Regions from separate parts of the Mus musculus genome. Here regions 2, 3 and 4 are each linked to region 1. A link is a contact called in public HiChIP or PLAC-seq and Micro-C data. All regions are on one chromosome and are shown on one strand. Each heading gives the region's core, a stretch centred on a gene start, on an enhancer-like site or on the middle of the called end of the contact. The rest is flanking DNA. Distances are from core to core; before and after follow the strand shown.

The links. A called contact is a pair of places that touch in the nucleus more often than the background predicts. HiChIP or PLAC-seq counts read pairs in DNA pulled down with a chosen protein or histone mark.
Region 2: a contact with region 1 is called in a Micro-C map of the G1E-ER4 cell line. The contact joins two enhancer-like sites. A contact is called at or near these places in 1 of 15 datasets of contacts at CTCF or cohesin (large pre-B cells), 5 of 484 Hi-C or Micro-C datasets (the G1E-ER4 cell line, the HL-1 cell line and palatal mesenchyme), 1 of 115 datasets of contacts at active chromatin or transcription factors (astrocytes) and 1 of 9 other capture datasets (embryonic stem cells).
Region 3: an H3K27ac HiChIP or PLAC-seq map of stem cell-derived neural progenitor cells shows a contact between it and region 1, with 4 times the contacts expected there. The contact joins two enhancer-like sites. A contact is called at or near these places in 2 of 115 datasets of contacts at active chromatin or transcription factors (acute myeloid leukemia and stem cell-derived neural progenitor cells) and 1 of 9 other capture datasets (embryonic stem cells).
Region 4: an H3K27ac HiChIP or PLAC-seq map of embryonic stem cells shows a contact between it and region 1, with 2.9 times the contacts expected there. The contact joins two enhancer-like sites. A contact is called at or near these places in 3 of 115 datasets of contacts at active chromatin or transcription factors (embryonic basal ganglia and embryonic stem cells) and 1 of 9 other capture datasets (embryonic stem cells).

What each region holds. Positions count from the first base shown.
Region 1 is chr4:140,554,456-140,557,023 of GRCm38.p6, forward strand. The region is part of intron 21 of Arhgef10l (Rho guanine nucleotide exchange factor (GEF) 10-like); the gene reads right to left. Among named protein-coding and RNA genes, the nearest start is that of Gm42335, 49 kb to the right of the region's middle. Within about 2 kb of position 1,301, at least 30 of the 459 cell types and tissues checked have an H3K27ac peak or open chromatin away from gene starts, as enhancers often do. A contact at or near this core is called in the G1E-ER4 cell line, the HL-1 cell line, embryonic stem cells and 1 more, where this site is marked.
Region 2 is chr4:139,638,615-139,641,182 of GRCm38.p6, forward strand. It overlaps Aldh4a1 (aldehyde dehydrogenase 4 family, member A1), which reads left to right. Exons shown (of 15, transcript NM_175438.4): 9 at 1,999-2,072. Among named protein-coding and RNA genes, the nearest start is that of Mir7020, 4.1 kb to the right of the region's middle. Within about 2 kb of position 1,272, at least 55 of the 459 cell types and tissues checked have an H3K27ac peak or open chromatin away from gene starts, as enhancers often do. A contact at or near this core is called in the G1E-ER4 cell line and the HL-1 cell line, where this site is marked.
Region 3 is chr4:139,769,896-139,772,463 of GRCm38.p6, forward strand. All of the region lies in intron 7 of Pax7 (paired box 7), which reads right to left. Among named protein-coding and RNA genes, the nearest start is that of Gm42334, 36 kb to the left of the region's middle. Within about 2 kb of position 1,301, at least 16 of the 459 cell types and tissues checked have an H3K27ac peak or open chromatin away from gene starts, as enhancers often do. A contact at or near this core is called in stem cell-derived neural progenitor cells, where this site is marked.
Region 4 is chr4:140,000,967-140,003,534 of GRCm38.p6, forward strand. No RefSeq gene overlaps it. Among named protein-coding and RNA genes, the nearest start is that of Klhdc7a, 34 kb to the left of the region's middle. Within about 2 kb of position 1,280, at least 15 of the 459 cell types and tissues checked have an H3K27ac peak or open chromatin away from gene starts, as enhancers often do. A contact at or near this core is called in embryonic stem cells, where this site is marked.

The DNA.
Region 1 (2,568 bases), core at 51-2,550:
ACCTATGATCCCCCCTAAAAACAAAAACAAAAAACCTGGCCAGCATTCACAGTAATAAAATGTGGATAAAGTGCTCATCACCATAGAGGTGACACTGAGGGACTAGGAAGCAAAACTAGGTCCTGACTGGCATGAGGCAGGACCCACATGGGGACTTGGGGCTTCTAGGCTCCAATAACCAAGTTCTTCACACTAAATCTACAAGAACACAAGGCCACACCCCTCCAACATGGCCACACACCCCTCAATACGGCCACACCTACAGGGACACACTTACTCCAACAAGACCTCGCCTGCTCTAACAAGGCCACACCTACTTCAATAAGGCCACGCCTACTCTAACAAGGCCACTCTGAGTCCCAGTGTGCTGTCACAGACCAATGCTAGCTCTGTCCGAAGATGCCAACCTTCAGGGAGCCTACAACTCTGGGGTCATGAAGAGGTCATCAACTGTTGGGACAACAGCCTCCCTAAGGCCCACACTCCTCCTTGGTGGAAAACAGGAAGGCACACTTCTTTTGGATGTGTGACCGGCCCTCCACCCAGCCTCCAGAGCCAGTCCTCCACAGAACCCCATTGCTCCCTATTTGAAAATACCAGTGGTGTCCTGGTTGGCTTGGAGTAAGCCCTAGACTCTTCTAGAAGAGCCACAAGGACCACCCTCCCTCCCAGCCGCATCTCCTGATCACCAGGCTCCACAATTGTCAGCAGTTTCAGCACGCAGCTCTTGATGTCCCTTTACGGGGAACGCTGCCCTGCTACCCCAGCCCGTTCTGCAGGGGGCTCCTCTCCTAACCACATCCCCATTCTCCCTTCTCAACAGTCCCAACCCACCAGAACTGTCACATCCCTCATTACTGCAAGTGTCTCCAGATTGGGGCGACTCAATTTAAGTCCATCCACTTTGCCATGGTGAGAAAGCCGGAGACTAGCCTTGGATTCTGAGCATTGATCTTCCCTGGACTGGCACTAGGTGGCGCCATCTCTCAAGATGCTAGACAGCCAGCCCCAGGTCACCCACCTCAGCACACCAGGCATTTCTGGAGGTTGCCTTTTTGGATCTTGTCACATTTCCCAACCCCCACCTGTGTATGGTTCCCATGCGTGCATGTATGTACGTGTGTCCATGCATCCAAACTTGGTTTGTCCTCATTTCTAAAGATGGCACCCGGGATATTGGGCATGCCCAGGCAAGCATTACAGCCGAGCTCTATCCCAGCTATTTATATACATGGCCTACACACACTTGATTAAGCACACACTTCGATCCTGGGCTAATGGAAATGACCCGGACGTGCTAAAGGTCGGCTGGGCTAAGCTGTGCTGTGTGGGAGGTTAGAGGTTAAATGTGGTTTTCCCTTCAGATGAGCCTATGAGGCACAAGGCATTATAACTGAAGGAACGGGGTTGGCTCTGCTCCTCCACGGGCTTCTCCATTCTGGTGTGCATGCGATGTGGAAGCAGGAGGCTCTCTACCGTGCCGCTGGTCCATGGAGGCCAAAACTATCTATCCATGTGCTTTCTATGCAAACACAACAGTAGCAGCTTTTACGAAAGGCCAAAGAGAAAGGCTGGCCTGTGTAATGATGAACCACTCCTGAGAGAGACCCAGCCCAAACGCCAGCTGGGTCACAGAGACTGGAGTGGTCACATGGGTGACCACCACACTGGAGAAGCTGTAGGCTCCCTATAATGCACAAAGGCTGGCCGGGGACCCCGATGGCTCCCATCCCTGTCTGAAGCCCTCAGCAGTGACAGCATTTCCTAATGGGCCCCAGAAGTGGCCCTTCACACTCTGGGCCCTGGAAACTGTCCCATAAAACCTATATCCCTGTCACGGGAAAGAGGGGAAAAAGCCAGCATGTGAGAGATGTGTCAGGCCAAGCACGACTTCCGCACATGCATACAAGTCGCCCCATCGGGGAACCGCAGTAAAGAAAGTAAGCCATTGGGCTGGATGCACAGTACGCTCAGGCCACGGTGGGAAAAGGCCTGCCCTGCTACCTCTCAGTTAAGGCCCAGCAGTAAATAAACACAACCCAATTTAAGATGCTATCCCTGCCCAGGGAACACTCACAGCCAAAGTCACCATGCCACGCAGGAGACCTGTGACGCTCACCCACCTGACAGCCAGATAGGTGAACGCACAGCACCCACCCCCACAGCTCCCCCCAGCTCCTCCCTCTGTCCCCCTGTTCCCCCCCAGCCTATCAGACCCTGGCATTTCATCACCATATATATTTTTAACGATCTGACCTTCTCCCTCCAGATGGTGCCTTTCTTGTGTGCAACTGAGATTGCTAAATGAAAATGGAGTTGTGGGCTCCCCATCTGTCGCTGCCATTGTCCCTGTCACAAAACCAGAGCGGCTGAGACCCGATGAGGAGGCTGTGGCCACTGAACATGGAAAGTCTACCTGGGGTAGGTGACATTCAGGTGACGCACCAACGGCACAGTGGTGATTTCGACTGACACTAAGTGGAGGCTTATTTAGGGCCGTGTTTGGCAACGCTCATGGTACTCAAGAGCCATTGTGGCACAGGAGGGAGCTCTAGGGATGGAAGCCTT
Region 2 (2,568 bases), core at 22-2,521, 920 kb before region 1:
TGTTTGCGGCTGTGAACCCAGCGGTCACACGCTGGCCTTGCCCACTCCCTCTGTGTGAGCATGGGCGAGCCACTGTGCCGAATGAGAGTGGAGGGGTCCCTATCTTGGTGAATCTTTGAAAGGATGGAAAAGGTGAACCATTGTGTGGGCTGGAAACACAGCCCGTGGCTGAGGACAGCCTCCCACCACAGAGGGCATGAACGGGTGAGCTGGAAACAGGAGATGCTGGGCCTGCATTGTGGAGGAGGCACCCCCGTGGAAGGTTGGCTAGGCAGAGGTGAGGAGGTGGGAACAGGGTTATAGGAAGGAGGAGGATACTAAGGGGGCCTGCTGGCTAAGCCTGTGATACTTTGCAGGGCGTGTCCCCTGGGCCTGGAGGGTGGAGTCAGAGGGGCAGACCAGGCATCAGCACGCAGACTCAGCAAGTGTCTTCCAACCCCCAACCCCCAACACCCCCCACCCCCCCCCCCCCGAAGCACAGAGTTCTGTGTCAAGGCTGGAGATAAGTTAGCTATGAGGTCAAGGTCCCTGCTCGCCACCTGTCCACTCCGCCTCCCTGGGTCCCATCTTTCAGATTTGGCCCAGCAGCTCCTAGGAGTCTTCCGAATCTGCAGAGGTGTGTGTGGGCTGCACGCGGAAGGTGGTGGGAGACGCGGAAGGTTCTAGGGAATTGGTCTAAGCACTGTACTGTTTCAGGCTGGGGTTGCCCATTGGATCTAAGAGGGGCTAGCTTTGTTTTCTTGGATTCCTAAGAGCCATAGCCCGGACATGTCTAATTGGGAGTGTTTTATCTTTTAAACCTTATGTGGTGTATGTTCCGGTCCCCCTGGGCCTGCACGTCTCATTAGCTAGAGGTGGACAACACTTTGTAGCTTCCTCAGACCCTCTCCATACCTGGGTCTGTGTATCCCAGGTCTGCCCACTGTTTGCCCTCCTCTCCTGTCTGTACTCTCTCCTAGGATTCGGCTTCAAAAGGTCTGGAAGTTGGGAGCTTCAGGGATTGGGATAATAGCTATGGATCATGTAGAGATCTCAGAGCCTAGGGCATAGTACACCAAGCAGGGTGGTGAGCCAGTGGGGGTCTGCAGCCAGGGTCTGAGTCCGGGACAGTCTGGCCTCGGTAGGAAGAGGGATTGATACTGTCAGGGTATACAGGCTTGGGGGCAGTTGAGTCATGTGTAGGTCACTGACTGAGGAGCTTTCTGGTCGAGTGGGTGGAGCTGACTGGGACAGCCCCGTGTCCCATTTAGCATCTGCAGCCCTTACTGTGTGGCACCTGCAATGGCGTCTCTGCACCCTCCGTGCCTGGTTCGCCAGTGTGGGTGGTTGGTAGCTTGAGGAGTGCTGACAGGGCCTTTTCCCCAGAGGCCTGTCCTGCCAGTGCTCGGGTCTCTGCCTGTTAGCAGGCAGAGAGAGGGCCTGGCCCCCTGTTTGCTACGCTCTAGCAAGCTGCTAGGCCGAAGGTAGCAAAGTCATAAATTACCGTTAGCTGCTGTGCCGGGTGATTAGCATTTTTATTGTTTTGTGGTGTTGAGGTTGGTCACAGTGAAGCCCGGGGAGGAGGCTTGTGTCTCAGGGGCGGCAGGTCCGGGTGGCCTGAGCTGTTGGTTTGGTCTGTCAGGCCAGGCCCTGGGCCAGGATGCTCCCCATAGCCACCGAGGTGTGTGTTGCTTTTGAGCGACTGCAGTGTGCCCAGCGTGAGCCTAAGTTCGGGCTTATTCTGGAACGCCTGTGGGCCGAGCTCATTCTTCAGGTGAGGTGCAGAATTGGAGGCTTGGCGACACTTCACACAGCCCTGTGTCAGAGCCCGGGACCAGCACTATCTGTTTTCACATCTGGGCCTTCTGGGTGCCACCCCACCCCCATCACAGCTGCCAGTATCCACTTAGTTCCTCCTGGTACTACCGTGACCCCTGCACACCCGCCTTAGGCATTTCCCCCAGGTCTTTTTAGCCTCTTCCTCTCGTGGCTTCTTGACACTGTGTCTCTTGGTTCTAGCACCTTCAAACACCTGTGGAGGCAGGTGGCCCAGAACCTGGACCGGTTCCGTACCTTCCCACGCTTGGCTGGAGGTGAGCCCCGCCCCTCACACGCTTCCAGGGACCCCCCCTTCCTGAGCCATTATGAGCAACCAGGAGAAAGAGAAGGGTCACTTGGATCTTCTTGGGATCCTTTGAGCCAACAATGGGGACTTCTCTATCAGCCTGCACAGTGACACTCCTCCCCCCCCCCCCCGCCCCCGGAGCTATGTGTGAGCATGAAACACCTAATCATGCCTGTGGCGGGGACTGAAAGCTGTGTTCCTTTTTGGACCTGTGTTGGTGGCACACATGACTCAGGGCTGCTGTGTGGAAAGCACGGGTCTGAGCAGGGGAGGAAGGAGCCCATTTGTGGGTGTGGAGGGGGGACAGGAAAGGAGGAAGCTAGCTGAGAGGACAGCAGCGTGGTCTCTCATCAGCAGTGGTAACTCTCTCCCTGAGAAACCATTCTCTGATCACAAACACTTGATGCACGTTGTGAGGCAAAGCCAATGGACTCTCCTCCTCCAGGGTTTCTCAGAGCTTTTAG
Region 3 (2,568 bases), core at 51-2,550, 780 kb before region 1:
CTGCTCAGGGTGAGAGAAGCAGAAAGAACCCCAGTTATGTTCCTGCCTTGTACAAGGTGCAGCAAGGGCTTGTTCCTGTCAAATGCCTAGTTTCTTTCTTTTTGTCTTTCTTTGGACAGGGTCTCATGTATCCTAGGCTGGCCTTGAATTTGATATGTAGCCTAGGCTGGTTTTGAACCTCCGATTCTCCTGCCTCTACCTCTTGAGTAATGGGATTGCGGGTGTGCACGACCAAGCCCTGTTTATGTGTTGCTGTGGATGGAACCCAGGTTCCTGTGTGCTACGCAGCACTCTACCTACTGAACTACACTCCCAGCCCCTCACTAAATTCTAAGGCTGCAGATGAATGGTGGGGATGAGGAGAGGGAGGCCCAGGAAGCTCATGGACATTGTTTGAGGTCATACGAGCAGAGACAGGGGCTGGAATTGAAAGCCCAGAGCACGCAATGAGCCCACACCACATCTCTGTTATGGGCTGTCATATAATCTTTGCTATGTTGCAACCTGTTTGCCTCCTGAATCTCTGCTGCTCTTCCTGCTGAGTCAGAAATCTTCCAGAATTGTCCATGATCAATTCTCCAATGGCAGGGAGAGGAAGAGGTAGTGTCCTCCCGAAAAATACAACTTGCTAGAGCACAGGTGATCTGCAGTGACCTCAAATCCCTCTTTCCCCAGTCTCCCCTTGTGCTGTGTCCCACGAACTTGACAGACATCATGATGGATTCAAGGACAGACCAGATGAGCAGCTGCTTCCATGCCCCCCACCCCCCAGGGAACCCTTGTTACTGTGCTCTGTCAAGCCTCAGACCTGGGGTTGACCAACAATTGCTAGAGACCTACTATGTTCCAGATGCTGAAAAGGACATGTCACCCAGTGAACACGATCCTGAGTTATAAGGAGTTCCCTCAGCCTCTGGGGATATGGCGCCTTATATAGGCTCCTCTTGCTGGCCTTGGCCCCATCAGGAACAGAGGGCAGCACTGACCACACTTTTCCAGGGTTAGGTGGAAACACTTAAATAGACGTAGTTATTTTCTATAGTGAACTCAACTGCAGCTCTCCAGATCCCATCCTGAGAAAGGGCCAGCAGATTGTACCATTGTGCCTTCAATCATTAAACTGTCCCCAGTGTCACCCTGCAAGCCAAGCCACAAGCCATTTGTCCTGACCCTAGCAGGTATAGTCCCTGCCACCTCCTCATCCTTAGCTAGCTGCCTGCGGGCTTCCTTTTCTGTGTTAGGAAGGCAGTTCCCACCCTTGACCCTCCCCCCTCCTTGTTCCCTTTCTTTACCCAGGATAAAGGGCGAAAGCAGAGACATAAACAGGGCTCTGTTTTCACCACTGCCGCTCTCCCCAGGGACCAGAGCCTTGGCCTCTGATGGACGAAAGCAGGTGGCAGTGTCGGGAGCAGCAGCCAGTGGGAAATAACTCAGCTTTTCCACGGAGGTGGGTGACCTCCGACAAAGGCAGAATGGCTGGAGAGCACACAAGGCACACTGGCAGGGTCCGCTCCTCTGGTGAGGGAGGGAGGAAGGGAGGGAGGCTCTGCCTACCCAGGCCAGGACTAAAGCTGGCCACCAAGACCGTGGATCAGACCTCCAGAGTGGCTAGTTTTTTGCCAGAGCTGGCCCTGCCAAGAATGTCAGGGGAGGGGGGCGGTTTCCTGCTGGAGTGGGAGGGACCCCTGGAGAACAGAGCAATGGTGACATGTCCCCCAGCTGCTGCCCCATCTGGCTTTAACTGGGGGCTGGCAGATGTGGCCTGCATCTCTACAAGATGGGCAATTACTGGGTATGGGGAAAACCAGTTGATGCTTTAAAAAAAAAAAAAAAAGGTACTGAGCTACGGGTCCAAGAAAAGCCAGCCACAGACTCCTGGTCCTGTTTGAAAACTGACCCTTGACCCCAGTCATGGTGAGAAACAAGGCAGGGAAGGAGGGTGGGGATGACTCCACTGGCTTTACCCTGCTCCTAGGAACAGAGGCAGAGTCCTGAGTCGTCCCCACCCTTTCCCTTGCAGCTCACCTTCTAGGAGGACAGTAGGCAGCTTCCAGGGCTTTCCACAGATAGGAGAGTTTCATGCACAGCAGCTCTCTCCAGGTTGAGTCAGCTGAACGCACTACATTGCTCTAAAGAAGAAACTGGCACAGCATTTTCCCAGCCAACCAAAATGGAAGGGAGAGCAGGGAAGGATGGCGGAAGGAGTGAAGGAGAGGTGAAGCCTAGGTAGGTGAAAGGGTGCAGAGAGTGACCATCTACCAAGCACCTACTGTGTGCCAGGTACTTTGCTCAAATCTCCCATTAGTCCTCACAGTGCCTCTGAGAAGCAGAGATGATAGCCCTCCTTTCAGGTAAGAGAAATGAAACCCAGAGAGGCTAAGTAAGCTGCCCTGGGAGTCACACGACCTCAGGATAAGCAGCAGAATCAGAACTTGATGTTCTGATCCACCTTGTTGTTTCTTCTGATGCAGCCCACCTCCCACTTATGGGGGCCTGAGAGAGAGGCTTCCCAAGGAAAGAAGAGCACGGAGACCCCTAGAAACCCCACGGAGGCAGAGGGAAGGAAGC
Region 4 (2,568 bases), core at 30-2,529, 550 kb before region 1:
CACCCAGATGGAAAGGTCAGGGTCAGAGAAAGCAACAGGCTGGGGACTGGGGTGTGAGGAGCCTGGCCACAGTCTGCATGCAGCCTTGGGTATGCTTCCTCAGGGACAGCGGTGGCCATATGTGACCTTTGGCCTGACTCGCTCCTCCTTCGTGATTGCCTCATGGAACACATGTAGTAATTCTAAAAGCCAACTTGGCAAGGATGCCCAGAGGAGGAACTGAGAGTATGTGGAGTGACTAAGCACAGCACCCAGGTACTCGGGTGCAGGTACTTAGTCACAGTCACTCTCCTGGTCATGGTCGGTGGTACCCCCTGCTGCCTCCCTTACCTCACACAGCCAGTACACAGCCATAAACAGTCTCCACTTGCAGGCTCGGCTATGAAGGACTTTGTAGTGTGGTGTCCCCTCCTCAGGCTGTCCTACCTACTTCCTGGAACCTGTTCTGTTTGCTTTTTCTATTTTCTCCATTTTTAGATCCGACAGCAGAGGCCCAGAGAGGGCAAGTTGTTCACAAAGGCCACACAGGAGCCTAGGAGTAGAGCCCAGAAAGGGAACTGAGTGGTTTGGGTAACCAGGCAGACTTGGGTTCAAGTCCTGACCCAGGCTTTGATCCGCCTGAGTGGATTCTGATGGTTCTTCACCTTCCTGTTCTCACATTCTCTTTCAAAGGTGGGCATGCAGCTCAGTGGTGGGGCGCCCACCCACTGAGTGTGGGTCCACAGAGCTCAGTGGTGGGGCATCGCCTAGTGAGTGTGGGGCCCCGGAGCTCAGTGGTGGGGCGCCCACCTAGTGAGTGTGGAGCCTCGGCTTTCCTCTGGAGTCCTAGCACTGAATTAAAAAAAAATTGAATGTGTGGGATGACTCCAAATTCTGTCTTGTAAAGTCTAGGAAGGAGGAGAGCATTCTTCGTGTGGTCAACAAGGCCACTGTGTTCTTTGCCCGCCTTTGGTAGGGGTTCTCTGCTTTGATTAGTGACTATTTTCTGGGCGACAACTCATGGAAGTCCCTTGAGGGACCTGCTGCTATGTGCCAGAGGGTAACCCCTGCCCGGGGAGCCAGTCAGGCAGGGCGTGAATGGACAAGGAGAGACAGAGCCTCCATTTGAGGTCCTGACCCTGCCTGTACCTGGCTCTGGTGGAGGACGGGATGGGTGGTGGGGTCCTGGTCTTCTGGGATTCATTCGGGCTCAAGGTGATTGAGCCTCTCAGAAGCAATACAGGGGCAAAGGAAGGTGACGCCTTTAATGCAGAGAGAAGCATCGAGTTCCAGCCAACCAGCGACATTTGCATTTAAATGGAGGTCTGCAAGTCTGTAAATCTGCATTTCCCAACCGCAGAGCCCTAATGGTTGTTTAATCACGTTTAGATGAACCCCCTGGAGCACTGGGGGTAGGCGCAGCACCGTCTTAGCTCTGTTACAGAGGCTGAGATCAGGCACTCCTTCCTCCTATCTCCTGTCCCGGACAGGCTGCTCACTCTAGAGAAGCGACCGGCCCCTGTCCATGCCAGGATTAACTCAGAACTGGCAGAAGTAGGATTGGCCCCAAAGTCCCCGCAGCCTCCACAGTAATGAGGATGGTGACAAGATTTGAAGAAATGGGCAGCCGGAGCTCTGAGCAGGGCCTGCACGTGCTCCGAGCTTGATGGTTTCTCGTTCTACCTCGGACTGTAGTGCCCACTGAGGCTGAGCAAGCCGGTGGCGTGGACACCGTCCAGGCTTTAGGGTGGCATGTGGGGGTGGCGGCTGATGAACGGGTTCCTCACCGGAGTCACCTATCCTGTGAGACAGACCTCTGAACCCCTGTTCCTCAGGACGTTGGCTTCTGCGAGGTGTTCGCTCTCCCTCAGCTTCCTCATCCACGAAAGGTTCCTGTCCCCTTGTCTTAGATGCTGGCCTTCTAAAGAGCACCAGCTCTGTCTTATCCCTCGCCTGGGGCCTGGCAGGTAATAAGTGCTTAATGAGCACTTGGATCTGTTGTTACTTAGACACGTGCAATAGTACCAGGGACCCTGTAGCTTATCGGTGTTCTTTAGCTCAAAGGCACAGTCACTGGCATCAGGCAGGCCTGGGTCTTAATCTCAGCCTTACCGAGGAACTCATACCAAGTTAGATCCTCACACATGAGGGCTTGTTGAGTCTGGGCCCACAGGATCTGGGCAGACAATTACTCTTGTCTCTGCCTTCAGCACTTTCAATCAGGACAGGGTAGATGGGGGGGGGGGTATTGCCATTGCCGATGTAGCCCAGGATGTGTAAATGATCTTGAACCCCTGATCCCCTTGCCTCCACCTCCCTAGAGCTAGACTGACAGGCCTGTACCCCATCCCTGGTTTATGCTGTGTCAGGGATTGAACCCAGGACTTTGTGCATGTTAGGTGGGCACTCTACCAACTGAGCCACAGCCCGGTGCAATGCTGGTTCAAGTAAAAATGCACGAGAGAACTGGTCAACCAGCTCTCAGCACCACCTTGTGCCTTTGGTCCAAATGACAGGGACTGTCACCAGGGTCACCCCTCATGTCCCATGACCCCTTCCCCAGATCGTGGTCCAGCCCTACCCTCCTCC